Linked DNA regions of Mus musculus: regions 2, 3 and 4 are each linked to region 1. A link is a contact called in public ChIA-PET and HiChIP or PLAC-seq data. All regions are on one chromosome and are shown on one strand. The core of a region is the stretch at or near the end of the contact, and the rest is flanking DNA. Distances in the headings are between cores, read along the strand shown. Region 1 holds the start of Cog6 (component of oligomeric golgi complex 6). Region 2 has its middle 15 kb from the start of Maml3. Region 3 overlaps Foxo1 (forkhead box O1). Region 4 has its middle 67 kb from the start of Gm38537.

Evidence for each region. ChIA-PET counts read pairs in DNA pulled down with a chosen protein or histone mark. HiChIP or PLAC-seq counts read pairs in DNA pulled down with a chosen protein or histone mark.
Region 2: an H3K4me3 HiChIP or PLAC-seq map of craniofacial prominence shows a contact between it and region 1, with 6 times the contacts expected there. The contact joins the enhancer-like site here to the promoter of Cog6 in region 1. A contact is called at or near these places in 5 of 39 promoter capture datasets (the C10 cell line, hippocampal neurons, liver and 2 more) and 1 of 115 datasets of contacts at active chromatin or transcription factors (craniofacial prominence).
Region 3: an RNA polymerase II ChIA-PET map of memory CD8 T cells shows a contact between it and region 1, with 5 times the contacts expected there. The contact joins the enhancer-like site here to the promoter of Cog6 in region 1. A contact is called at or near these places in 3 of 39 promoter capture datasets (the HPC-7 cell line, cranial neural crest and embryonic stem cells) and 7 of 115 datasets of contacts at active chromatin or transcription factors (bone marrow-derived macrophages, double positive thymocytes, embryonic basal ganglia and 4 more).
Region 4: an HNF4G HiChIP or PLAC-seq map of pancreatic cancer cells shows a contact between it and region 1. The contact joins the enhancer-like site here to the promoter of Cog6 in region 1. A contact is called at or near these places in 4 of 39 promoter capture datasets (the 3T3-L1 cell line, hippocampal neurons, pre-B cells and 1 more), 1 of 484 Hi-C or Micro-C datasets (uterus), 2 of 115 datasets of contacts at active chromatin or transcription factors (memory CD8 T cells and pancreatic cancer cells) and 1 of 9 other capture datasets (embryonic stem cells).

Annotation. Positions count from the first base shown.
Region 1 is chr3:53,014,861-53,021,354 of GRCm38.p6, reverse strand. It overlaps Cog6 (component of oligomeric golgi complex 6), which reads left to right and starts at 4,132. Exons shown (of 19, transcript NM_026225.3): 1 at 4,132-4,309; 2 at 5,743-5,886. The coding sequence starts at 4,157.
Region 2 is chr3:52,117,220-52,123,713 of GRCm38.p6, reverse strand. No RefSeq gene overlaps it. Among named protein-coding and RNA genes, the nearest start is that of Maml3, 15 kb to the right of the region's middle. Within about 2 kb of position 2,538, at least 7 of the 459 cell types and tissues checked have an H3K27ac peak or open chromatin away from gene starts, as enhancers often do.
Region 3 is chr3:52,292,288-52,298,781 of GRCm38.p6, reverse strand. All of the region lies in intron 1 of Foxo1 (forkhead box O1), which reads right to left. Among named protein-coding and RNA genes, the nearest start is that of Foxo1, 27 kb to the right of the region's middle. Within about 2 kb of position 2,366, at least 49 of the 459 cell types and tissues checked have an H3K27ac peak or open chromatin away from gene starts, as enhancers often do. A contact at or near this core is called in memory CD8 T cells, where this site is marked.
Region 4 is chr3:52,397,333-52,403,826 of GRCm38.p6, reverse strand. No RefSeq gene overlaps it. Among named protein-coding and RNA genes, the nearest start is that of Gm38537, 67 kb to the left of the region's middle. Within about 2 kb of position 2,801, at least 211 of the 459 cell types and tissues checked have an H3K27ac peak or open chromatin away from gene starts, as enhancers often do. A contact at or near this core is called in embryonic stem cells, hippocampal neurons, memory CD8 T cells and 3 more, where this site is marked.

The DNA.
Region 1 (6,494 bases), core at 2,883-5,382:
GTTTTGCCTTTTCCATTCTAAATTTGGCATAAGAAGATGTAGATTCCTGGATTTGATTCAAGCATTGTCTTCATCTGTGCATATCTTCACACCAGTCCAAAATTGCTAAGTTATTTATCTTCCATCTGTTCAAAAAGTTTGATGTAGTTCTTAGTGATTCTGGACAAAGACCCAGACGGAGCCTATTTCTCCAGAAAGTTTGACTTCATGTCATACACAGAACCCATTAATGTAGAAAAGAGTCCCTTTCTTGCAAATGGCTTCATCTGGCTATTTTATTTTTACTACAACTTCCTACACAAGTCTTGCTCTAACCCCTTTCATAAATCTAACTGCCTAATTTGGGTCCTTGACATCTTATTGCTAACTTGCCTCCCTCTGAGTTGCAATCAATCTCCACTGACTGCTGAAGTTAATTGGTTCTCACCCTTCTACTTCCCGGTGCTAGTGCTGTGACTAATATCTTTACTACCTAGTTGGATTTTGCACCTTTCTTATATGGATTACTTTCTTACCTGTGTCACAAACCACAAATTTATGGTTATTACATTGACTAGAAATAACTCTCCTGAGTTGTATGATGTCAGGTTGGGTCTGTAAATCATGGAGTCTTGATCAATAGATGGGCACGTGGCCAAAGTGAGCTTGTGTCCAGACTTTGAATGTTGTGCAAAAGCAGAAAAATGGCCAGTAGTCCTAAAATCTGTCCAGTGGTTCATCCCCAAGACCCCACACTGCTGGTTAATTTCCATCCAGGTCTTCATCATTCCTGCAGTTCTATGACCTGCCTTCTTATTTCCCCAATAAGTCATCCTGGGGATCAGCACACACACACACACACACACACACACACACACACACACACACACACACACACATTTTTGAGTCCTCTGAGAGGCCACACTACACCAACTCTGAGTATCCATTATCCTTTTTCCTAGTTACCCGTTGGGGCCCGTGCACAAAGTAAAATAGTGTTAAAAGTATGGATTCAGCAGCAGGTAGGTCCTTACACCTGTCATTCACTATTGAGCACCCAATTTACAAAGGGCAAACAAAGCAGAGTCTCTGAAGATTCACATACATGAGGAGGACTGGCTGCATAGTCTTCTTTAGGGAAGGAGACATATTTTGTTTTTTTAGTTATCCTTTAGGGTGCTAGTTTTCTGCTACTCACCAATTACTGAACACTTTCTACCTCACTATAGTTTCATATACAACTTTCTTCTTACATTAAAAAAAATTCTTGAGGATGGAGAAATGGCTCAGAGGTTAAGAGCATTGGCTTCTCTTCCAGAGGTCCTGAGGTCAATTCCCAGCCACCACATGGTGGCTCACAGCCATCTATAACAAAATCGGGTGCCTTCTTCTTGTGTGCAGGCATAGATGCATGTAGAATACTGTATACTAAATAAATAAATCTTAAAAAAATCTTTACCATGAAAGAAGTATTAGACCTATGGAATTCATTAGTCTTATTATGTATTTCAATTTGAAGAGGGAACTGCCCTATAATGTAGAAGCTACCAACAACCTGCTAGCAACAGCCAAGAAATGGCACCTCATTAGTCTAGGGCCCATGCTGTTCTTAGCTAGAGTTCATATTGATTCATTACCTCATATAGTCAGAATATATAAACTAGAAACAAAGCAAGCTTGTGTGTGTGTGTGTAGAATTGGACTTCCCATCATATTGTTCTTGGTCTGCAAAAATATATCATCCTCGTAACACCAATACTGGACCTTAAACCAGTGGTGACATCTTGGTGTTTGCAATTGACAGAAATGAGGTCTTGCATTGAAAGATATTAGGACATTAAGATAGAGCATCAGCAGGGACTCATTGAACTAGAGGCTGAGAACTCCTCATGATGCTGAGTGACCAAACCAAGAGAGACTCGGGTGGCTGTATGACAGATCCTAAGGAGGAACTGGAGTCACCTGTGGAGTATGGGAGCAAGGATGGGACCTAGAGAATCACCAGACCATTTCCTAGAACTGCCATGCTCTGGGGCAAAATGAAAACCACAGAAACCTCATACAGGCAGAACCACCCAAAGGCTCTGATTCTTTTTGTGTGACTGTGTAAGTCACCTCACCAGATATCAAACCTTGGTCAGCTAACAGTCTGGAAAAGACAGAAATCTTGCATTCCAGCAACAGCTTAGTGACAGTTGTGGGAATAAGACCTATAGTGTTTACCCATTTTATTCTGCTTTCTTTTTTAAAGAACAGCTTCTATAGGATTGGTTATTGATCGTTACTTTACTGCTATTGAGGCAAAAGTTGGTGCACAGCAAAATCTTGACTTGACTGGAGTACAAATACAGAGTGGAGTAAGGCCCCCGCCCATGCAAATACTGAACAAAAATGTCAGAATTTTATTTATTTATTTATTTATTTATTTATTTATTTATTTACATATCATGAGGAACTTAGGAGTTATACATTTTTATTGCTATAGACTTTGCATGGGGGAATTAATCAATTATTTTAAAGAAGTGGTAGCAAGAAAGTTGTTATTTGAAGAGAATATAAAAGGCATATAGAAGTTGATAAGGTTTACAAGGTCTGACATCCTTGGAAGAGTGGTGCTGTGGTCTGAATGCTTGTGTTTCCCTAAAATGCAAACACAGAATTCCTGGTCTCTGCTGTTTGGAGGCTGAACCTTGAGCTATGACTAGATGAAGAGGGCGAGTTAGTTATGATCTTATAAGACAGCTCTCAGAGAGCCAGCTCATCCCTCCAATCTATCAGATGAGGTTAGTAGCACAAACATGTCCATCCATGAACACAGAAAGGGACCCCAGCAGAACCCAGGGCCATTGGTGCCTTGACTCTGGACCTCTCATCCTCCAGAACAATCAGAAATAAATTTCTATTGTTTGTAAGCTACCAAGTATAGAGCATTTTGCTGTAGTAGCTGAAAAGGATTAAAGAAGATTGCAGGAATTAGTATATAGAGATTTGAAATTTTGGGTGCCTGTGCCCAGTAACATGTTATGGCGAGAGAGTTGCTACCACAGAGCAACTGCCAATAAATAAGACTAGCTCGATAATGTGAATCTGAACTTGCAGGTGTAATAAAAAAGATCAGTTAACACTATCACAGTATGGCCATTATTGATAATTGTCACCGTGTTTTGTAAATCAAAAAGTGATATCGCAGGCTGAAGAGATGGCTCTGTGGTTAAGAGCACAGCTGCTCTTGTGTAAGACCTAGGTTCAGTTCTTAGGACCCCGGATTGGAACCATCATAACCCCAGCTCTAGGGGGACATGACGCCCTTTCTGGCCTCCACTGGGACTGCATGTATACAGTGCACATCCATGCATGCATGCATACACACATACACACATGCATACAGGAGAAACACTTTCTTGCCCACTGCTTTCCAGCTACACTGCCTTTGGTCAGTTTGTGAGAATGCAAAGTTCCTTGTTTCTGGGCCTTTACATGTAGGCTTTCTCCTATTTGGAGATTTCTCACAGCTCTAGGTCTCTTTTAAATCTGAAATTAAAGGCCAGGTCCTTCCAAGCCTTCTTGAGTAACCACTTTGGCCTGCATTTCATTTCTTTCCTCTGTCTCTTCATTGCCTTCTGTTTACTGTCTTGTTTATTATTTATGTCAGTGCACACCAGCAGCCCTGGCAAATACTCTAGCTTCGATTGATGCTTTTCAGAATGATGAATTCAGATAAACGAAATTTAATTGCAATCAGTTCTGTTGATCATGCATGCATGCCAGCTACTGGTTTCGGCATATTTTACATATACTTTACATTATTACTTTACATATTTTACATTATTACTTTGGCTTTTTTTTTCAAGATTCAGATTCCTGAAGTCTCTTTTACAACCTCCAACCTCTTTTTTTTGTTGTTGTTGTTGTTGGGTTTTTTTTGTTTGTTTGTTTTTTTTTTTTTTTTTTTTTTAGTTTTTCGAGACAGGGGTTTCTCTGTATAGCCCTGGCTGTCCTGGAACTCACTTTGTAGACAACCTCCAATCTCTTCTGAGCGTGTCCTCGCCTCCCAGGATTTTAAAGTAAACCGGGCAGGTAGAGCGTCTCGGATCGCGGTGCGCATGCGCGGCCAGGTGTGCGCATGCGCGAGTGAGTGCACAAGCGCAGTGCTTCCGTTACGCCGGGTCTGTCAGCGATGGCTGACGCCAGCGGGGAGGTGGCTGCGGTCCCCGCCTCCGGGGCCGCCAATGGCTTCAGTAATGGGGCAGGTGCGACCCCCGCGCAGCCCAACAATCCGCTGTCGCGTAAGCTGCACAAGATCCTGGAGACACGGCTAGAAAATGACAAGGTAACCGGAGGGGGCGGGGCGGACCCCTGGTCTCGGGCAGAAGCTGCTGCTGTCCTAGGCGTAGGGAAGCGCTTTTTGGGGTAGCTGTGCCCTGCCCTTGCGCTCTTGCTGTGTCCTTTACTTGAACTCCTTCCCGCACGCCCTCCCCTTAACCGTCTAGAGCAGTACTTCGCGGCTCTTATCAGAGCTGGCTGTCTCCCCTGCAGCTTTGAGTAGCCAGGTATAGCCGTGCCTACGTGGCACAAAAGAATACAGTAAGGTGGGAGCCGTAAAGACGTGGGTAAAGATAGAAGTAAGTAAAAATAAGCTGTCAACAAGAATTTGACTCCTGTGTGTCAAAAACAGAACATTAACATGCTGAGTTATAAATAAAGCCCTGGGCTAGATAGGGTTGTGACATGCTACCAAAAGCCATACTGAGTAGGACAGCTTGGGATGACAAGCCCAGTGTTAGCATCAAGAAGAAACTACAAAGCGCTTCTCAAAGCGGACCTTAGGTCCACAAAACAGCGAGAAAAAACAAAACAAAACAAAAACGTCATGGTCGCTGATTTGAGAAATTTGCTGCGGGTCTGATGAATAAAACTTTCTGAATCCCTGTGAACCACAGTACTTCAAACCCTGCTGCAAGGACTGGTCAACATAGTAGACCCGTTTCTCCAGCACTCCCAACTGCCAGGCACACAAGCCACTCTTTGCAATTTGAGTGAATCGAGCTATAAAGTTTTGCCTGCATTTATCTGACTTTGGCTCTCACTTCTTCAAGCATCTTGACAACTTTGTGCAGGAAAAAACACGTTCACAAACAACTGGAAGCTCCCTAAGAGTTCACAGAATCCAGAACTCATTGGCAAAAATGTGTCCATTGTAAAGGTTTCTGTTTTAATTAATAAAGGTGTTTGAGCTATTGATTTATAATTGGCATACTAAAATCAGTTTCTTTTGCACCAAACCAGTATAAATGTACATATTTTTATCTCATGATACTTGGTGCTATAACTTTCTACACTTTGACAATTCACTTACAGTCTCTCAGAACATATACTACATAAAGAATTGCCTTCTCAGAAATGGAGGAGGAATGGAGGGAGGGGAGAGGGGCTGTGAGGAGAGTAGGGGAGGGGAAACTGGTCAGGATGTAAAATAAAGTTAAATGAAAAACGGGAATTACCTTCTTGTAAAAATTAACAAATATATTAAAGTTCAAAGCAATTCTGTTGTGTACTACCTTTACATATATAACTATATGTAAGTAGACTGTGAATTGTGTCCTGGAAGTAAGTTTACTGCTTATTAATTAAGTCAGATATTACTTTTTGAGTCATTTAGTGGAAATAAGTCAATTGAAAATAATTTTATTGAGTTTTGGCTGGATATCAGGAAACCACTGAAAAGTCAGCCCCAATGATGTCCCTCTGTTGTCACTTCGGCAGGAGATGTTGGAAGCTCTCAAGGCCCTTTCAGCCTTTTTTGTTGAAAATAGTTTGCGGACTCGAAGAAATTTACGTGGTGATATTGAACGCAGAAGCTTAGCCATCAATGAGGAGTTTGTAAACATCTTCAAAGACGTGAAGGAGGTATGTAACTTCTTTTAGTGTTTATGGAGAGCTATATGTTTGGTGTTTTGATACTTTTTTTAATTAAATTGCAATGTATCTGATAATGTACTGGTCAACTAGAAGCCAACTTAAAAGCTTTTATTTGAATTATTGTCATTTCTAAATTCTTTACCTCTATTAAAAACTTACAATATTTATTTTGAGAAATTATGTTAAGAATTGTAATTTCTTAATAAAAAAATCACATTTTTTCAATGGTTTTCCAGAGGAGATATTATCTCATTTAATGCACTACCTGAGGTGATCACTTCTTCATTGGAAATTAATTAGTACTGGGTTACTTTTGTTATCTCCTAAGGTATATAATTTTCAGGTCAAGGTGATTATTTCAACATGAATAACAATTCAACATGCTTGACTGTGGTTTATTCAACCATGGGATGAAGATCAATGTTATTTATTATGTTGTGCTTTCTTTATTGTGTAATATTTCATGACTAGTAATATTACATTGTTAATGTTGCTATATACTGACATATTAATGTAGAAATCAGATGGAAGTGATAAACATGGTTTTAGCGAGGACTTGATAAAAGAGTTCTAAACTTACTAGGTCTCGTTGAGTG
Region 2 (6,494 bases), core at 1,289-3,788, 900 kb after region 1:
TTTCCAGTTTCCAGGCAGTGTGGACCTATATCTACTATTTGGGATTTGGTGTGGGCTTTCAGTTTGGGGAAATTCTTGCCCGTTTTCTCCTTAAATGCTACTTCGGGCTTACTTATGCCGGTTTCCCTTTGGAATCTTCTATAGATGTACTTTGGAACCTCTTAATCTATCATGACTCAAAACTTTTTTCTCTTCCTTGTTGTCTGCCTGTGCTCCTTCTGTGTGAACCCCTCATCACTAATTTCGACCTCTATTTTTTGCTGATATTTTATTCCAAATAATGTAAATTTTTTTGTTTGGTTTTGGTTTTGGTTTTTCGAGGCAGGGTTTCTCTGTGTAGCCCTGGCTAGCCTGGAACTCACTCTGTAGACCAGGCTGGCTTTGAACTCAGAAATCTTCCTGCCTCTGCCTCCCAAGTGCTGAGATTAAAGGCATGCGGCACCGCTGCACGGTATTTTCAATTTTTTAAAACCTGTTCTTTTTATATGGACTTTATCTGAAAACTATGCACTTGTTGCTGTTAATTTCTATGAATAATTTCTCAATCATGTAAAAACAACCCATATTCATAGGAAGGAATAGACAAAGTTTAAACCTTTATGTTTTGAGACAGTGAAACTTGATTTTTAGTTTTTAAACATTGTTTATTGTATGCGTATCTATGTATACGTGTGAGTATCCTGCCCTGGCAGGCATGTGGAAGCCACAAAGAAACTTTTGGGGGTCAGTTGCTCCCATCACATGGGTCTCAAGGATTAAACTTGGTTCCAAGGCTTGGCACCAAGGACTCTTTCCCATTGGGCCAACTCACTGTCTTTATGTTAGTTGTGTAAGAATCATTCCACCCAGTAAGAAGGGTCCGTAACAGATGTGTCTGTGGTAGGGCTTTCCCGTCTCACACTGGAGCATCCTCACTTCAGGCACAGGCTGGCAGCGTCTTGATTCCCTTGCGTGGGTCCTACCTGGAAGCGTGGAAGAGCTCTGCATATCCGGAATACAGCTGGCTGAGCCATGCGAAACTGTCTTCAGCAGCGACCAGCAGAGAGCAAGCGCCTCATACTCCAAGTAAAAGGCCCAAATCTCTTCTCTGAGGATCGGATCTCTTCTCTGAGAGAAGCCACTTGCCAAGTGGCTCCTTTCACGCTCAGAACACAGCCGCTTAGCTTCCGTGGGTCCCAAGGGTGCCTTGGTTTTTAACTAGAACACTTTATTAGTTCTGCCCCATCAGGAGCTGGGCCTCAGTGTGTGTCCTTGATCTCAAAGGACTCGAAAGTCCTCAAAAAGCCCTTATGAAGACCAGAGCCACCTCTGAAAGATTAGAAGACTGCATCTCACAGTGGCAGTCGATCTCAAAGCCGCCTTGCAGAGAATGAGAGGCAAGGAGGGCCACGGGATGGGCTTCTTACAAACCACACGCTAACATCTCCGTTTTGGTCAGATGTTATGTTTCTCATAGTAGTCACTTTTTTCATCTCTATGACAAGAGCCATTTTTTATTCTGGATCACAGTTTGGAGGGGTACAGCTAGTCCTAACAGGGAAACTACTGTCCAGGAGCTTGAGGTGGCTGGCTGGTCACATGACATCTGCAGGCAGGAAGCAAAGGCAGATGAAAGTTTGTGTCAGCTCACTCTCTTCTCCTCATTCTGCCTGGAACCTGCCCCCCGCCCCCCGGGAGGGAACGCTACTACCCACATTCAAATTGGGTCCTCCCTCCTCATATAAACATATAAACCTCTCTGGACGTACCTTCATAGACAAATCCAGATGTGCGTTTCCTTGGTGATTATAAAGTCAGTCCAGTGGACACTGGATTAACATCCTGGTTTTTTTTTTTTTTTTTTTTTGGGGGGGGTGTTTTCAACACTGTTCAAACATCTTTCCAGGAAGTAGCTCATACTCTTGTATATTCTCTCTTTTCCTCCCTTCCCTTTCCTCTCCCTCTCCCTCTCCCTCTCCCTCTCCCTCTCCCTCTCCCTCTCCCTCTCCCTCTCCCTCTCCCTCTCCCTCTCCCTCTCCCTCTCCCTCTCTCTCTGTCTCTCTGACTTTAGCGAAGTGCTTACAGCAGGATAACAGGATCTCTCCCCATGTTCACTTCCTCCCTAAGTGGTCCCTATCTCCTCCTCTTTAGATCTATACCAAGTGAAGAAAACTTCGTTGTTGCTATTGTTGATTAGCACTACTAATGAGAAATAATTTTATTTTGGAGCGGAACAATGACACATACAGACAAGAGATATAGATAGCTAAATGGCTAGGCAAGCTCAAATGCCTGTCATCAGGCGGGACCAGCACTCCTCCTAGCTCCTGCTGTAACAGTAGCAAAAAGCCCACAAATACCATGAATATTTGGTCCATGTGGAACCCTTTGAGATGGCCCTATACTGTGTAATGAGTCTATCAGTAATGCATTTTTTTTTTACTTCTGACATGTTATAAACGAATTCAGCAACCCCGTGGACCATTATGAGTACTTAAGAACGTGGTTCAACGGGCTTGAAAGACACAGGAAGACAGCCAAAGGAGCTATCTGTGTATGGGCAGCATTCCCAGAGAGCCTCATAAGGAAAAAGAAGCAACAGATTCGTCAATTGGAGTTCTTTTAATAGTTCTATTATGATGTCTAATTGTGAGTGGAAGGCCCTATGACTTCATCAGAGGACTAAGCACTCAAGTTGAAACTTGTTGACTCAACTTGCCTTCTTTCAAAACACTAGAATGTGAGCAAGCTCTTGACAGCTAAGTGAAACTCGCAAAGTTTATCTTACCTACAAAACCATAGTAAAGAAAAAAAATCACAAATAGTTTTATAAGCTCAACTTCACTGACCACAAATACTTCCTTTTGCTAGTGACTTAGCCAAGATGATGCAAAGATGTTGGGACTGGGATTTGAACCCAGATTTCTCCACGCTGCTGTGACAAAGTAGCTCCAATTCCTGATAGGTAAGGATGGAAGCAAATGAAAGAACATGCTGGAACTATACAGATGCTTAAAGAATAACTTGTGGATATGAACTCGAATAAATTCACAAGGGTAAAAAGAATTGCCTTCATCTTCAAATGGGCTTTTATAACTCCAAGCACATTTATGGCATATACGTGTGCATGTCATCACCTTTAGCCCCTTGGTTTCCACTAAACTGCTTTATTAGTGGCATCTCAGTGGGAGCTGGGAAGAGAGCTGACGTCTGCATGGCGCTCCTTGTTCTCTGCATCCCGGATGTAAGTGGGTGGGTTTCTCCATGGTGGGAGCTATTTTTAATCCCTGAAAAATAAAATAAAATTTAGGGAATAAATCTTGTTCAATTCTTAAAGTTCTTCAGTGTTTCTTTTCTTCCTTTATTTTTGGCATATATGTACACATGTATGTGCATGTATGTGAGGTTTAAGGTTGACAACCAGTGTCTTCCTCGACCACTCTCCACCTTCTGTATTAAGGCCCGGCCGCTCACTGAAGACAGAGTTACCATTGCATTGCATGCTGGGATTATGGGCAGCTTGTTGTATGGGTGCTGGAGAGCTACACACTAGCCCTCTTTTCCCACTGAGTTGTCTCCCCAGAATGTCCCATCTTAGTGTTTCTTTTTTTTTCTTTCTTTTTTTTTGGTTTTTTGAGACAGGGTTTCTCTGTGTAGTCCTGGCTGTCCTGGAACTCGCTCTGTAGACTAGGCTGGCCTCGAACTCAGAAATCTGCCTGCCTCTGCCTCTCAAGTGCTGGGATTAAAGGTGTTTCTTAATGACTTTGCAGGAATTCTTTCCAACTGCAGATCCAGCAGTTATGTGCAGATCTGGAGTCAGTTAGGGCTGGCAGCCACCTTCTGACCTTGCCTCGGTTTCCTCATTCAGAGAAAGCTACATACCCTCTCCATAGTTGTGTGAACCAAATGAGTTAACTTATTCAACATATGTAGCACAGTGCCCAATAAGTAGTGCACGATCAATAAAAATGAGCTAACATTCCACCCAAAGTGTCTAATGTCCTTGGGTGGAAAGAAAGAAACTCAGCCTAGACTTGAGGCAGGAGTTGTTCCTGAGTAGCCCATCCTACATGCCTGCCTCTGCTTCTGTGCAGGGGCCAGAGAAACAAGGTAACCGGCAACTTTCATGACCCCCCCATTCCAGAAGTGGGTTCAAAGGACATGTTGACTGATTGACCTTTGCCAACCTGAGACAAACCTAGACATATCTGGGTAGAGAGTACTTCATGAGAAATTCTCTCCTTCACAGTAGCCTGTAAGCAAGCCTATGAGAGTATTTTCTTGATTAATGATTAGTGTGGGGGGGACTTGGCCCTTGGCCCACTGTGACTGGGGCCGCCCCTGGGCAGCCGTTCATGGGTTGATTAAGAAAGCAGGCTGAGCCAGCCACGGAAAGGAAAGCAATAAACAGAATTCCTTCGTTGCCTCTGCTTCAGTTCCTGCTTCCCGGTTCCTGCCTGGAGTTCGTGTCCCGTCTTCCCTCCATGAGGGACTGTAAGGCAAAATCAACTGTTTTCCTCCCCAAGTTGCATTTGTCATGGTGTTTATTCCAGGAGTAGAAACCTAACTAGGGCAGAAGACAGATGGCATACGGTGTGCTTATGATTGGGAATAAAATGTGAGCCCAAGGATAGGAAATACATGTTCAGAGCGGGTAGCAGGGAGATGTCTGAGGGAGTGAGGCCTGGACCTTGAAGACATCTGGGACTATGCACATCTGGGACATGGCCTTCCCAGGTCTGTCATGGGGAAAGGCCAGGGGCTGGGAAGCAATGTGGAAAAAGAATGGTAAGAAATGGAACCAGGGAGGTGGAATGGTACTTCCGTTCAAATGAGATAGGAACCATCTATAGGTTCTGAGCAGAGGACAGCCATGACCTCACTCCTCTGAGAAGGCTTGCTGAGGCTCAAGTGCGTGCGACAATTGCTTATAAAGAGGCAGAGTGAGAAAGCCGTTGCATGGGAGACAACTGCAGCAGTCCAGGAGAAGGCAGAAGTAGTTTTAGTTTGTTTCAGCAAGACACATAAATGGTAAATGGTGGTCATGTTATGTGTGTGTGTGTGTGTGTGTGTGTGTTTCCACGCATGTGCACATACAAGTGAACACACGTATGTGCTTAGGAACAGCAGCTAAGTGGTTAATGAGTCTGTAAGTCCACAGATCCTCAGAATGGATGGATACAATTATTTTATTTTATTTTAGATGCCTGTTTGTGTTCTAATGAGAAAAAGAAAGGGTATGGATTTGGATGGGTAGGGAGGTAGAGGATCCAGGAAGAGTTGGGGGAGGGAAACTGTGATTATATATATATATATATATATATATATATATATATATATACATGATTTTATATAAAATCATATTTTCAATTAGAATAAATAAATAAACCCCAGAAAGCCAACAGGGTGTCTCAGTATGGAGGCTGAGCCCCAAAGTAATGACGGTGGTTAATATTGATAGGCAACCTGATAGGGCCTAGAATCACCCAGAAGACAAACCTCTGAGTGTATCTGTGGGAGAGTTTCTGGGTTAGGTTAATTGAGGAGACAAGACATCCTCCACAACTGTAGAGTTGTGTAGGCAGCACCATTCCATGGGCTGGGATCCCAGGCTGAAGAAGCAAAATGAGCCTGGGCTTCACTGGGGTCTGTCATACATTGGGCTTCCTTTTCTCGGCTGAATACTATTCTATGTAATAGTATTTCTTTATTCATCCATCCAGGAACATTTGGTTTGCTTCCATGCCATGACAATTGTGAATAATGAGCCACAGATGCAAATATCCTGTTAGCCAACCTGTTCAGAGTTCCTGTGGATACTTACTATTAGTGGAGTTGCTACATTGTGGCAGTGTTGGTTTCTGGTTTTTGTTCTGTCTCTTTTTCCTTTTTGCTGAGCTGGGAACTGAAGCTAGAGTCATTTGCATGCTAGGCAATTGTCCTAGCATTGAGCTACATATAGCCAGTCCTCTTTCCTGTAGTTTAGGTTTTTTGAGATAAGTTGTCATTAAGTAGCCCTGACTGGTCTGCAATTTTCTATGTAGACCAGGTTGGCCTTGAACTTACAGAGATCCTCCTGCCTCTGCTTTCTGAGTTCTGGGATTAAAGGTGTGCACCACCACTTGCCTTTCTGTTTTGTTTTGATAAGTTCCCTACGCTGGCCTTGAACTTGCAACTACCATGCTGTCTTCTGTGACTCTCCTGACCTACATTCCTTCTAAAGTGTTTAAGGTCAACTTGCTCTTTATGGTCATTATAGTTGCTTTATGTGTCTTCTTATGAATTATCCAGTCCCCCAATTGCAGCCTTCATTGTTTTAATGTTTTTCCCTGTATTAAGTAAAGCAATGACTTATGAGTGGGTTTCCAAGATCCTTTTTTAATTGTTATTTCTTCATTCATAGTGTTCATTCTTTAGGTACAATAGAATTCATTTAACCAGTCCCAAAATGGCAGGCACTTCAGTCATCCCACATGCACACACACACTTCAGAGAGAGCGGGAAGATGGAGAATC
Region 3 (6,494 bases), core at 1,117-3,616, 720 kb after region 1:
TCCTACTGTTGGGCAACGTATAGCCAAGATAAGATCATAGAATTTTCTGACAATTACCATATGCCTAGTCTTCCTTTGGAAAGATTAGTAAGTGCTTTTAGGTATCTGAAATATTTGCTCTAACTCCACAAAACAAGTACGTTTAGTTCATCCAATACTGCACACTCAGTAAAAACAAAACAAAACAAACACACGGAAAGGGACAGAAGCACCGCTGCTTACAGGAATCACAAAGAAAAAGACAAGACGTGTCATGACAAATGGGCTTGAGGTATAACTCAATGACAGACTGCTGCCAACCACATACAAGACCAAGGTTTAACTCCTAGCACCAAAAGATGAACAAAACTAAGCAGTTAAGGAAACCGTGAGGACCACAGAGGGTGTCTATACTGAGTTCTATGGAGGAAAGATGCAAAGTCTAATGAAAGACAGGAAAAGAAACTCAAGAAGTATAGATAGAGAACAAAATGCACGGAGGTTGCGGGATCAGGACACTCAGGGAGAAACAGAAACGGTGGTGTCCATTCAAGGGCCACACTGGGCAGCTGAACCTACTGCAGATGGAGATAAACAAGGCTGGAACGCAGGAAGAGGAAGACGCATCTCAGAGCTGTAAGGCAGCGTGGCAGGAAGAAAGCACAGCAGAAGTAAGACTTGGAAGTAGATCCAAGTAACAAAAACAACAAACACTACAAGGTGGTCTACACTAGGAGCCCGAAAGAGGAGGACAGATAAAGATGGGGCAGATAAGTAGTCTGTGCCGTGTGTAGTCTTAGGCCAGTGGGATTAGTGGGCAGTGGGCAGTTCTCATAGCAAATAGGCACGTCCATACTTGATTTTATTTTGGCACAAATTTGCTCACTTTACTACATCTCTCTTAACATTCAAGCACATATGTCTATCCCCATACCATCCTGCTTTACAAGTAACTGAGCAGGTATTTTTAGATGCTTTTCAAATCAAACATACTCTGGCACGTAGGGAAATAATCCATCCCTAGTGACTCAGAGGGGTAAACAGTTACTAAGGCTGTTTCAGAGCTCAAGCTTGTGCAATGAAGGAGGTTACTTGTCTGCAGTTGCTAGAAAACGAATCTACAGCCACATCAGGATGCACGGCCACAAGGCTGGAGGTGCCGAGATCCCGCCTCTCCTAACTTCTGTTTGTGAAAGGGAACAAGTTGTTGGAGAGTGCGAGATCTGGAGAGAGATCACACACACACACACACACGAACACACACGGGCAGGGGGGTGTGTGTCAAGTGACAGCACTGCACACTAAGAATGAAGTGGAAGGGTACCACCCCTGGGTACCTGTTAAAACCACTTGTGAAAAGAAGCCATTCTGCGGGCTCAGTGTTCAGACCAGGCGGCCACCAGAAGGGCTGTAAGTATGGCGTCTTGTGCTGATGGCACACAGCTTGAGGGACTGAAAGGTGTGGGCATCCACGTTCCTCGTGTTTTACCTTTCTTCTCAGTTGATTGAACCTGGTGCCGGCATGGTTTGTTTACCAGCAGTGTGTGTTTAAGGATCTGGATTTGATTAAGATGTTACAGAAACAGCAATGAAGGGTATTTCATCAGGGCAGGGGGAGGGAATGAAGTAGCAACCAGGTATTTCTGTTTAAACTAGAGGGTTTCCTTTGAAATTCCAGCCTAACTCCCTATACAATATGTAAGAATAACAAGCGAAATTGAACACTTGTGGCATCCTCTGGAGGGGAGGCTCTAGAGCGCATAGCTAAGTTCACAAAGAACAAAAAGGGTAGCTCACACACACCAGGCCTCGCTTCTTCAGAGGCAAAACAATCAGTATATAACATTCCTGCTAAGATGGCAGCGACTGGTGTTGCAGGTAAACTTTTCGAAGTATTTCCAGGCTTAGAGTAAGCCACACAGCAGACACACTAAACACACCGCTCGCTCAACCACTCCCTCACGCTCACCTTCACTCACTCCAGCTCCTACGGGCTGTCATCTATGCTGTAAAGCAGAATTTAGTGGTTGATTACGTAACGCTTAACAAAGATGAACACAAGGAGAAGACTGTCATCTCACTAATAGCAGGGAGAGCAAAAGACTTGAATCTGATTTTTAACTTGTACTTTTTAACTACTCCATGTTCTGCCCGTTATCTAAGAAGCAACTACCAGAGAGCTTCTCCAAATCAAGGGTATCTCAAAGATGTAAGCCTATACCAACCACCTTATCACATTACCACTGCTATCACGCCTATGTGGACAAATGATCGACTGCAAGATTACCACTAATTCAAACCAAATCTCCTAGGGCTGGAAGAGTACAAGCCGGTGGTGAGTCAGGATAAAGAACAATGGGAACAGAAAGCAGTGTTGTGGCCTCTGACTACATTGATCAAGTACGGCATTCAGGTCATAGGACCTTACAGCCCTTATGCTGTAAACTGCTTAGTAATTTAACTGGTTTCTGTCTACAGAACTATGTAACAGACACATAACAATGGCTTGCTACATAACGAATAACAAACCTCACAAAGACATTAACAAATGAACGGTCACATTCAATAAACTAAAATATAAACCTACATAGCTGAGGGAAAAACAAGCCACATGGTCAGCACTAAGTCCGCTGGCTCCTTAGTAGACTTTACGGGTTATGGTTCTTAGTTCTCGATATACAACTAATCTGATATGCAAAGAAATTATTAGTAAGTACCAAATGTGTTATCATTGCAAAACCCCTTAATCCAAGGTATCTCTATCTAAATAAAAATAAGATGGCAAATTACACTGCTGGTAATATCCAATGGCAGTTCTTTACCTGCAGATTCTAAGCACTGCTCTGTGAAGATTTCAGACACTCAAAGCAGAGAACAGAAGCAGTACATCTGCATGTGACTCAGCAGAAAATGCAGAGCTCAAACAGAGCTTTTTATAACACTCAAATTTCCATTGGTTTAAATACAGCCCAAAACTCTAATTTCCATGAACAGGAAAGTGGTGCTATGATTTTGTGGTCATTTTACATAAGGCAATACTAATTTAAAATATTTTAAGGGAAAATTAATGCCAAGTATGGTGTTTGACGGTGTAGAAACCACTCTTTCTAGTGCCATTAAAGACCTGCCTAGGGCAGGGAGGGACAGGGACAAGGCAGTAAAATGGCAGAACCACTTTGCAGCAGATGATTAAACACGTATCAGCATTTCCCAGAGAAAGTACCTGGAGAAGTCAATTCACCAACCAACCCCACAAAGGTCACTGGCGAAGCTGGGAAGAAGTGTTCAATGGGCACAAAGCTTGGGAAAACAAGATAAAAAGAGATCTGACAAAAGATGGTACTGACAGTCTCAAACCGATACGAAAAGTACTTAACTCTAGTGCACAGTACAACTCAAAATGGCTGATGGTGTATTTTTTGTGGCTATTACCACATTTTCTAAAGAAACCCCAGTCAGGCCCTACAGCACAGGACTGTAACACTTAGGGGCTGAGGCAGAGATGGCTACCAAGCCAGACCCCATTTCAAACAATCCAAAAAAAAACAAAAAACAAAAAAAAAAACAAACCAAACAAAAACAAAAACAAAAAACAAACAAAAATACAAAGGAACTACTGTAATAAAGAAATAAAGTACTTACTGTGGAAGTGCTAGATACTTAGTTCTGAGGGGTTCGCTTAGTCTTATAAACTATTCAGAATCTAAGACTTAGCAAGTTAACCCTCGGTCTACATTACAGGTATCTGACAAGTCTAGAAAGTGTGGCTCCACAGTTCTGTGATTTACAGTTAAGGAAGCTTCAGTTTCCTGTCAAGTTGTCCTAGGTAAAACTCACTTTAGAACGTTTCTAGTGACACCAGCTACACGGAGCTCAGCAATTTAAGTGGTTTCTGTCTAGAGAATTATGTAACTGACAGGTAATAATGGCTCGCTACATAACTAATATCAAACCTCACAAAGACATTAATAAATGAACAGTGCCATATTCAATAAAGTAAAGATACAAACCTAAGAAGCTGAAGGAAAAACAAGTATGTCATTTTAAACATAAAAACAAAGGTGGTTTTGGTCCCAATAAACACACACATACACACACACACATACACACAAACCCTCCCTTTATGGATTCAATGTCCATTCAACGTTTGCTAAAACCCAAGCCTCTACACCCAACTCATACCATTTATGACTCTTAACCAATTGGACATCTTCCTTGATGAGCATGTGGCATTATTCTGGCATACACCAGGGCTTAGCAGTGAAGAGCTCCTGCTCTTCTTTCAGAGGACTGGAGTGAAGTTTTGTTTCCAGCACAAGGAGGCAGTGCACAAGCACTCTCAAACTCCAAATTCAGGGGGCTACAATGCTCTCAGCAGGCTTCTGGGGATAGATACATCACAGACTTCACTTCCCGCTCAGGGTGGCTAACAGTGCTAAACGCCAATCCGATCCTGAGTGGTCAGGAGGACTCCCAGGCTGAGACCCTGCATGACCTAAGTGCAGAGAGGGAGCTGAGCAGCTACTCGGCCTCCCTCCCTCTCTGCTGAACCACAATGCTACCAGGTCCCCTAAGCTCCTGTTGTGATTTCCCCGCCTTGATGGAACTGTGAACCAAACAAACCATCCAGTAAGGGCCGTGTCAAGGTTACTGTTGTTAAACAGGGTCTCACATCATCATCCTGCCTGGCCTGGAACTCACTATGTAGACCACGCCGGTCTAGAACTCAGAGGTCAGCCTGCCTCTGTCTCTGAGATTATTAATCAGTGTTAGAGGGCAGTGCCCTGCTATTTTATGACAGCAAGAAAACAGCAAACAGACAATGAGAAAAATGCTGTTTCCAATACTGACTCCTTGGTTCTTCCTTCAAAAAAAAAAAAAAATAGCCATGTTAACTGAAGATAAAATGTTTCACAGGCTACTACGTCATCAGCAGCTTTGCAGGACCAACAATGCCAGCTCATGTAATAGGAAATCAATGGCGTGTTTCTAGTTAGAGCCATGACGTGTAGTGCACTACTACAGTCCACTGGGGGAGGAGAGGAGGATGCATGACCACACTGTCTCGGAAACCTTTCAGAAAACACACGACGGCTCAAGCTTGCAGTCCCAGGGCTCAGCTCAAAATCTGACTGTCAAACACTCCTGAAACGGTGACAAATACTGTCTGCTGTGACAATAGTGAAAACTCTTCACAGAAATCCTGGCACAGTATTTTACAGGGAAAAAACATCTGGATAATGTGATGGTCTAAGCAACCCTTTAATCTAGACATCTGACCTCTAATCACTGCCTTCTACAGTGGGGTCAGCTGGTCACTTCTGAGGAAGGGCTCTGAGCACAGCCTGTCAGGAGTGATGCTTCAGTGAATCCCTCACCACGACCCTTGCAGCCGCACGAGCAGCCCACAGTCACTGCTGCCCTCCCTGTCCTGGGTACCCAAGGATGCATGCCCCAGCAGCACGGGAGAAGCAGGGGCTCCAGCTAATCTCTGCCACACAAGGCACACAACCTTGGCAAGAACCAGGTTTGCTATCACGCTCCCTTCCGTAACCTGGCAGATGACGGTGGTACAAGTCTGCTGTGAGGATCATCTGCATAGAGCCCCAGTACACTGGCTGGCCTCAGAAGCTGAGCATTACAACAATGTTCAGACACTGTCTTAAGCACGAGATATGGATCAGTGCACACGTGAGACCACACGAGCCTCCCTCGTTGTTAGCCCACCTTAGGAGAAAACTGAAGCATAAAGAACAGAGCTTTGGGCCAGCGAGATGGCTTGGCAGATAAAGGCCCTCACTGTCAAGTCTTAGTTCAACCCCCAGTGGTGACCTGGTTGGAGAGAACAACCCCTCCAAGTTGCCCCACTCCACACAAACACTGTGGACACACACACATGCACACACATGTGGACGAACTGACACACAACTGAGTTAATCTAACTTATAAACGTTTAAAAGACAGAATCTCAAGCACAAGCAGAGGGCATCTGGATTCAAAACTCAAACGCAAAGGCAACAGCTCGTATTGGCCCCAGTGTACAATTCTAAAACAGTGCCTTCACTGGGGTTTCACCCTCAACCTTCTATCAAACATTAACCAACTCAAACCCCCCCCCCACCACCACCACCCCACACACACTGTCTCATGTTCAGTGATAAAAATAGCTTCCACATAGAAAACTCGTCTTACACACTATAGAACACATTTAGCACTTTATTCGATTCTAACTGAAACCCGCTGGTTGTTCCCACTTTTCACTGAGAAAAGCAATGTAGCTGGAGTCTGAGTAACACAGCTGCTAAGTGCTATGACGACCCATTCGTTGTGACTTACAAAACCCCAAACTGACTGTAACAGCTTTACAGGGAGAACTTTGAATGTGTAGTTAAAAATCAAAACTAAGACGTCTACGTGTGCAGTGGACATTACAAAGAGAGAGCAGTTTAGAAGCCCCGGGCGGAGGACATATAGGGGACAGCTCCTATTTTACCACCAGTAGTCTACCGACCAAA
Region 4 (6,494 bases), core at 1,552-4,051, 620 kb after region 1:
TATTTTTAAATAAAATTTACTTTTATGCTGTATGGAAAACATCCAAGGGACTGGAGGGAAGGCTCAGGAGTTAACATCCCTGACTGCTCTTCTAGAGGAACTGGGCTCAATTTCTGGCGCCCACATTGTGGCTCACAATTGCCTGTAATTGCATACAAACTTTAAGTTCAATTATATTTTATGAACATCTTTTATAAATAAATAGGCAAAGTCAAGAAAGGCATCCTAAAAGATGAATGTAATTAAATTAAGAGTACTCTTGTGCTATTAAATATCTCAGTTAAAAATGGTTGATAGTAAGGGTGAGAATAGGCTTAGCTGGTGCTGTATTTTGACCATAGTCTGTTGGGGACAGGTGCCTGAAGAAAATAGTCAGTTATCTTTTCTGAAACAAAAGAAAACTTGGGGGGAAACATGTACTTTTATTCAGTAAAACTAGAAGAAAATTCTAACACCCTAGCCACAGAGGACCAGTGCCAAGGAAAACTGTGGGGACTTGTTTTTTAAAATACATTTTAGGGAGGAAGATTGGCTTTCTGCTTAATGAGCACGCGCACTGATGGGAGCCTTTTTGCCAGGTCAGTCTTTCCTGAGGTAACGTGGCAGGCCAGAGGTGCAGAGGGTCCTCCGTCTTGTATTCATGATGAGGACATTTTAGGTTTAACTAGATTGGATCTCCTGGATGGAGAATCCCATGGAAAATTACCCAACTTTATTCTAGGAACCCAAGGTCAAGGTGCCCCAGCTAATTTATCTTAGCTTCTGTTAAACTGCTTGCTTGTGCAAAACCTCCCCTGTAGCTAAGAGAGAGAGCAGGATGTAGTTTTTGCCTTAAAAAACCCCTTACCCTAAATACTTGGAGCTACATGTGGACCCTGCGTAACTGAGTTTAGTACCCGCCAGACTTTCGATTCACTAGAGTCTGAGTGGTCTTCCCATTACAATAGAATGCACAGAAGAAAAAAAAAATCATTGGTAAGATTTTAATTTTTGTTGTTGTTGTTAATTTATCTCAACAAAAGTTCACTGGGACTCGATTTAAAAAGTTTGCCAGAGACAAGGAATGGCCTGGCTCTCTGTCACTGTGTTACCATGGGGCTGGCTGTTACTGCAATCCCATGGGGCTGACACTGTCATTGTACTGCCATACCAGCCCAAATGCTCTGTGTTTCTAGAAGCAGAAATGGTATTTGGCATTTTGATTGGCAACCCTAGTTGGGCTATTACCTGTGATGTCTGGGATGGGCTCTGTTCACATAAGCATCAGATAATCTTCCGACCATCTATCTACCTATTAATCTGCCTATCTATCTATCTATCTATCTATCTATCTATCTATCTATCTATCTATCTGTTGTTCAAGACAGGATTCTCACTATGTAGCTCTGTTTGCCCTGGAACTCACTGTAACATGGAACAGCCAGCCTATCTATCTATCTATCTATCTATCTGTTGTTTAAGACAGGATTCTCACTATATAGCTCTGTTTGCCCTGGAACTCACTGTAACCTAGAACAGCCTCGGAACTCACAGAGACCCCTGCCTCTGTCTCCTGAGTGCTGGGATTAAAGGTGCCACACCTGTGCTTGGCTTTTTCAAAGAGCCTCACTTTTAAAGTTTTGTGAACGTCCAGAAATGAAACTTTAGAAAAACGTTTTGAGGCCAGTAAATTCCAAGGCCATCTTCGATTCTGTCTGGTCCCGAGGACTCATTTCTATGTCCTGGGATATTTATGATTTTGCATCAAACAGGATAACTAAAGTAAAACAGAAATAGAAAAAGTTTCAGTGCCCTGCCTACAGCTTCTAAAAGTTAACTATTTGGCAATGCTTCCCAGTCCTTAAACGCTATTCCCGAGGAGAGCGAACACTTCTAGCACCTCCCTCGCCCATTCTGGCGTTCTGCCCCTCCCAAGCCACCTGGCCCCAGTTCCTGACGCCCACCCAAGTGGTCCTGCCTCAAGGGTCATCCAGCTGAGCTCCCACTGTGCCTGTGAGCCTCTTCCAGGGATGTCCCCACTGAGGCGTGTGAACAAATGCCCTGTACAGACTCCCAGGCACAGGCAGAGCAAAGCAAGACAGCTTTGAGGCATCTGCCAAGGAGGGCGAAGGCCGGCTTTGAAAGCACTTCTCCGAGAGTTTGCCAACTCGTGGGACTTGGCAAGCCCAGACAACAGCGCTAAGGCAGAGAAAGCCCCTGGATCGGCCTCCCAGGAGGGCTCCACGCCCACCCCCACCCCCTTCTCTTTTCACCAGACCCAAGAGATGCAGGCCTGGTGAGGGAGCCGGTGGGCTCAGGCCTGATGAACGGAGGCTACCTCTCAGCGGCCCCATCCCCACCCCATCACGGCTGCCGCCCTCAATCGGGAAGCACGCCTCTCTCCTGCTAGCTAATGGCTGAGAAAAGGGCAGCGGTTTTCCAAGTTTGTGGGGCACGCAGGAGTGGCCAGGCAAGGACTGAGATCAGACAGAGGTGACAGAAGTATGAAAAGGAAGCAGTAAAAATCCGCCAGCCACAGGCGACGCCCTCTCTGCTCTGGGCGACAGTCAGGCCCGTGATTCAGCGCGAATAAAGAGCCCATAGGGGGAGTCTGGTTGGGAGTTGAGTGCGCCAAACTTTGTCATAACTCAGATTCTTCATCTGTGAAAGAGGCATGAAAGACTTGCGCCCTTGGGAGCCACTCGGTAAAGTCTCCTCGTTTAATCAATTCACAAATTGCAAATCTAAATCCTAAATGCCCAATCCACTGGTCTGCAGTAATGGACGAATAAGGACAGGCTGTTTGTTTTCCCTGCCCTGCTCTCCAAGGCCCCAGACTCACAGCGGGCAGGACGTTCTTCCTGTGGCTGCCAGAAAGAGTGCAGAGGGCAGTGTTATTCAAGGTCATTTGCAAGAGGCGAGGACCTACCTGCCACAAAGGGTCCTTGAGAAAATGCAAATGGCCTAGGATTTAAGGCAGGACTCCCACTGGGAAGAGCAACCCGGGGCACCTGGAAAATTTAAAAGTAGAAAAGAAAGCCTGTAGCCTGCAGAGGTAGGTCGGGGGCAGAACTGTCAGCCCTGGATTATTCTAGCCCCATCAACGCTAAAAAAAAAAAAAAAAAAAAATTGAAAATTAAGCACCAGGTCACTCTAGAGGGCAGAGTGAGGATTTAAAGTGTTTCTGGCCTATAGGGAAAGACACACCCTCCAGGTGGCAGAACTACCATACACCCTCAAGGCAGTTAAGAAGGGAACCATTCCAGTCAGGACTCCCAAGAGGGGCTGGGGGCAGAAGTCAGCTCTCTGTCGACCTGCTCTGGGCACCCTTACCTCCCCTGGGTGATTCTGAGTGCAACTGCTGGTTCGTGTCAAAATCTGACCGGAGGCCACGCACAGGTGCAGGAGCACAGGAAGGCATCCTCGGAAGGAAGCCGCCTTGCCTGATTTAGCTAGATTTTTGTTTTTCCTTTGTGGCTTTGAAGTGGCAGTTTCTAGGGAAACCTCGACACCCTCTGAAGGGGTAGGGGGGGTGGTGCGTTGGAAGGTGGGGGGGGGGGGGCGACTAAGGACTGCAGGACATCTCCGAACTGAGGCCACAAGGCTATCAGATAAGCCCAGGCCTGGGGCAAGTTAAGAGCCAATCTGTTGACACTGGAGATGAGAGCAGCACTCCTGTCCTCTGATCTGGCAGCCAGCAGAGTGGCCAGACCAACACACGCCTGACTGATGCCTGAAGATGCCGAGGAAGGGCTGAGGGGACAGAAGACCAAGCAACTGACTTCTCTTAGGAGGCTTCCCAGAGGGCTTCCTGGAAGAGGTGGCTCTTGTGTTTGTTACTGAATGAAGGGTCGGATTTCCATAGCTAGGGAAGGCAGGTAGAGGGGAAAACAGAAGCCCAAACCGACAGTAATAAGAACAAACCCATGGCTAGATTATAGGGTGAGAGGCTTGGGGGAGGGGGGGGGCGAGCATCCCAGCCAGTTTCAAGATGTTGAAAATGAGGACGAGGACAATTCTGAGGGAGAGAAGAGCATTCCTAATTCTGTCTGTACGTTAACTCAGGCCACACTGCAGAGACAGGCAGTGTTTGGAATCCTCTAGAAGACCTGACTGAGTGAGAGAAGAAGCTGAAGCACGGAGTCTGAGCCAGTGGTATGAGGGTAGGGAAAAGGTGACCCAGGTTATAGATCAGACAGGCTGGGCACCGGAAGTAAAACTATGCACCTGTGACAACAAAAAACAAACAGAACTGGCATGGGGAGTAAGGAGGGTGTTGTTGAATTTGGTGAATTTGGGGGAAGAAACAAGTTTGAGCTACAAACTCAGTTCTGGAGAGCGGCTAATGAATTAAGTAACCAGCTGATGCTGTCAAAGCTAAGACCAATTGCTAGTGACCCAGGTTGCTGCCTACGGGACTCTGCCTAGATTGGTGGTTGCAGCAGTCATTAGGTGAGTCCTCAGACACTGGAGTATGTCATGTTAACAACACAAGGGCTTCACTCTGTTTTGCATCAGCACCTCCAGACTGACAACGGTTGACGTTACCCAGTAACAAAAAGTCAAAGTCAAAAAGTCCTTTTGTAAGGGTCAATGGTTCACTGGAGAAGGATACTCCGGACTCAAATAGTATGTAAATGCAAAGAGTGTTTTATTCTGCAGAAGTCCAGCATGCTGGGGGCCTCCCATTACTGAGATAGAGAGACAACCAAATGAGCTCGCAGGCCTGATTTAAAGCACATTAGGGGATTCAGGGTATGTAACCTATATCTTGCTGCATCTCTAGGGACAATCCATTGCCAGGGCTTGGGGGCTGGAAACTGTCGCTGTGGAAGTAACTGAGGAGGTCTGAAAATGGCTGCTGACCCATTGTCCTTGCCTCAGGCCAGGTGGCATGGCAGCTTCTGAGGTGTGAACTTGCCCAGTTCTTGGAAATAGAGATTTAGGCCTTGTCTCCTGAACTGCCAATTTGAAACCTGTCATGGCATCAGTCTAGCCTGCTCACTTTAACTTAACTTCTTTCTCATTAATTAACTAGAGATAGTCCTTTTGGTAAATAGTCTCTAATTGATGTTAATTCCCAGCTGCCAGCAGAAAGGTCAGTGAGATTAGCCTGGGTGGGGAGTGGGGGGGTGGGGGGGGAGAGCAGAGCATATGGAGAAATGAAGAGGGAAGGGGTGAGGGGCGTGGATGGCCGGAGCAGAGGCTAAATGGTGTAGCTGCGGAGGTGGTTATAGGAAAAATGTTAAGATGAACACAGAGGCACCCTGGGCTGGCCTTCCCCCTCCAACAGGGAGAACACCGACCCTTGGGGTTTAGAGTTTGGCCTAATAGTTCACTCTCAGGTAAGGGTCACGCACTCCTCCTCAGGTTGTCTGGCTATAACCTTTGACCCCCACAACCTGTCTGACCTACACAATCATTTCAAAATGGGCTGATGCTTGCTAAAGCATCCCATGAAGAACAACATAGGCATGGGCTGAAACTCGGGAGGGAGCATGTACTAACAGCACCTAAGAGGCCTCCCGCCCATCAACTGTCTGCAAGGATGAAGAAGCTATGAGACATCAGAAAGCCCACAGGCCTAGTTGTGTACAGCAGCTGTTTAATGCACGGTAGTACATTTATCTGCCACCAAATCTGTGGCAGGTAAGCACACAGAGCTGTGAGCAGCCACTGTGCAGGGGATCCTTGTCACACGCAAGCAGCCCTGTCCTTCGAGAAGGCTGGAGCTCTCTTCGGCCCAGAGGAGACTAATCTCGCTTCTCTTCCTCTACAGAGGAGCACAAAGCAAAGGCCTTGCCCCAGCCCCACAGCTTGGCAAGAGAGAAAATAAAGAAGACCTTTTCTCTTCAAAGCTCTGGTGTCTTTGAACTTTTCGAAGAGCTTTTGGATGGCTGTTGTGCATTTTCAGGCAAGTAGTGGAGGGGAAGACAGTGTTTTGAATATGAAAGTGTACTGACTGGGCTCCTACCAGGGGTCACACTCACACTCTTGGGTCCCATGGGGTCCTCAGTTGTGAGAAGGCAGACAGAAGACACATAAGGAAACAGAAGCATAGTGGATGGTGGCAGGTGTCCTAAAAAACAAAACTGAGAAGGATAGGAGCTGGAGGAAATGTCTTGCAAGGTAGGACAAGGACCATAGAGTGGGAGCAAACTCGACTTAGCCACGGAAGGCAGAGAGGTCAGCCAGGTTGAAGGTTTGGGTGATAACAGGGAGGAGTGATATGCATACTTTTTAATGCGCAGCCATAAGACCAGTGGATTGCCTGGGATTGGCGCTGTAGACTTAAATTTAGGGTAAACAGGAACTATGCCCCCAGACAAGGTGAAAGGCCACCTGGGCCTGGCAGTCCCCAGCTGAACAAGCAGCTGACTGTGACAGTCAATCTGTCAAGTGGGTGGGCCTTCAGGCAGGAGGCTGAGAAGTAGGGTGGGACCCGAAACATAAATTAGAGGCAGAAACTCCCATGAAGAACTGAGAGGGGCCCGCTGTTTCTTGCTGCAGTATCT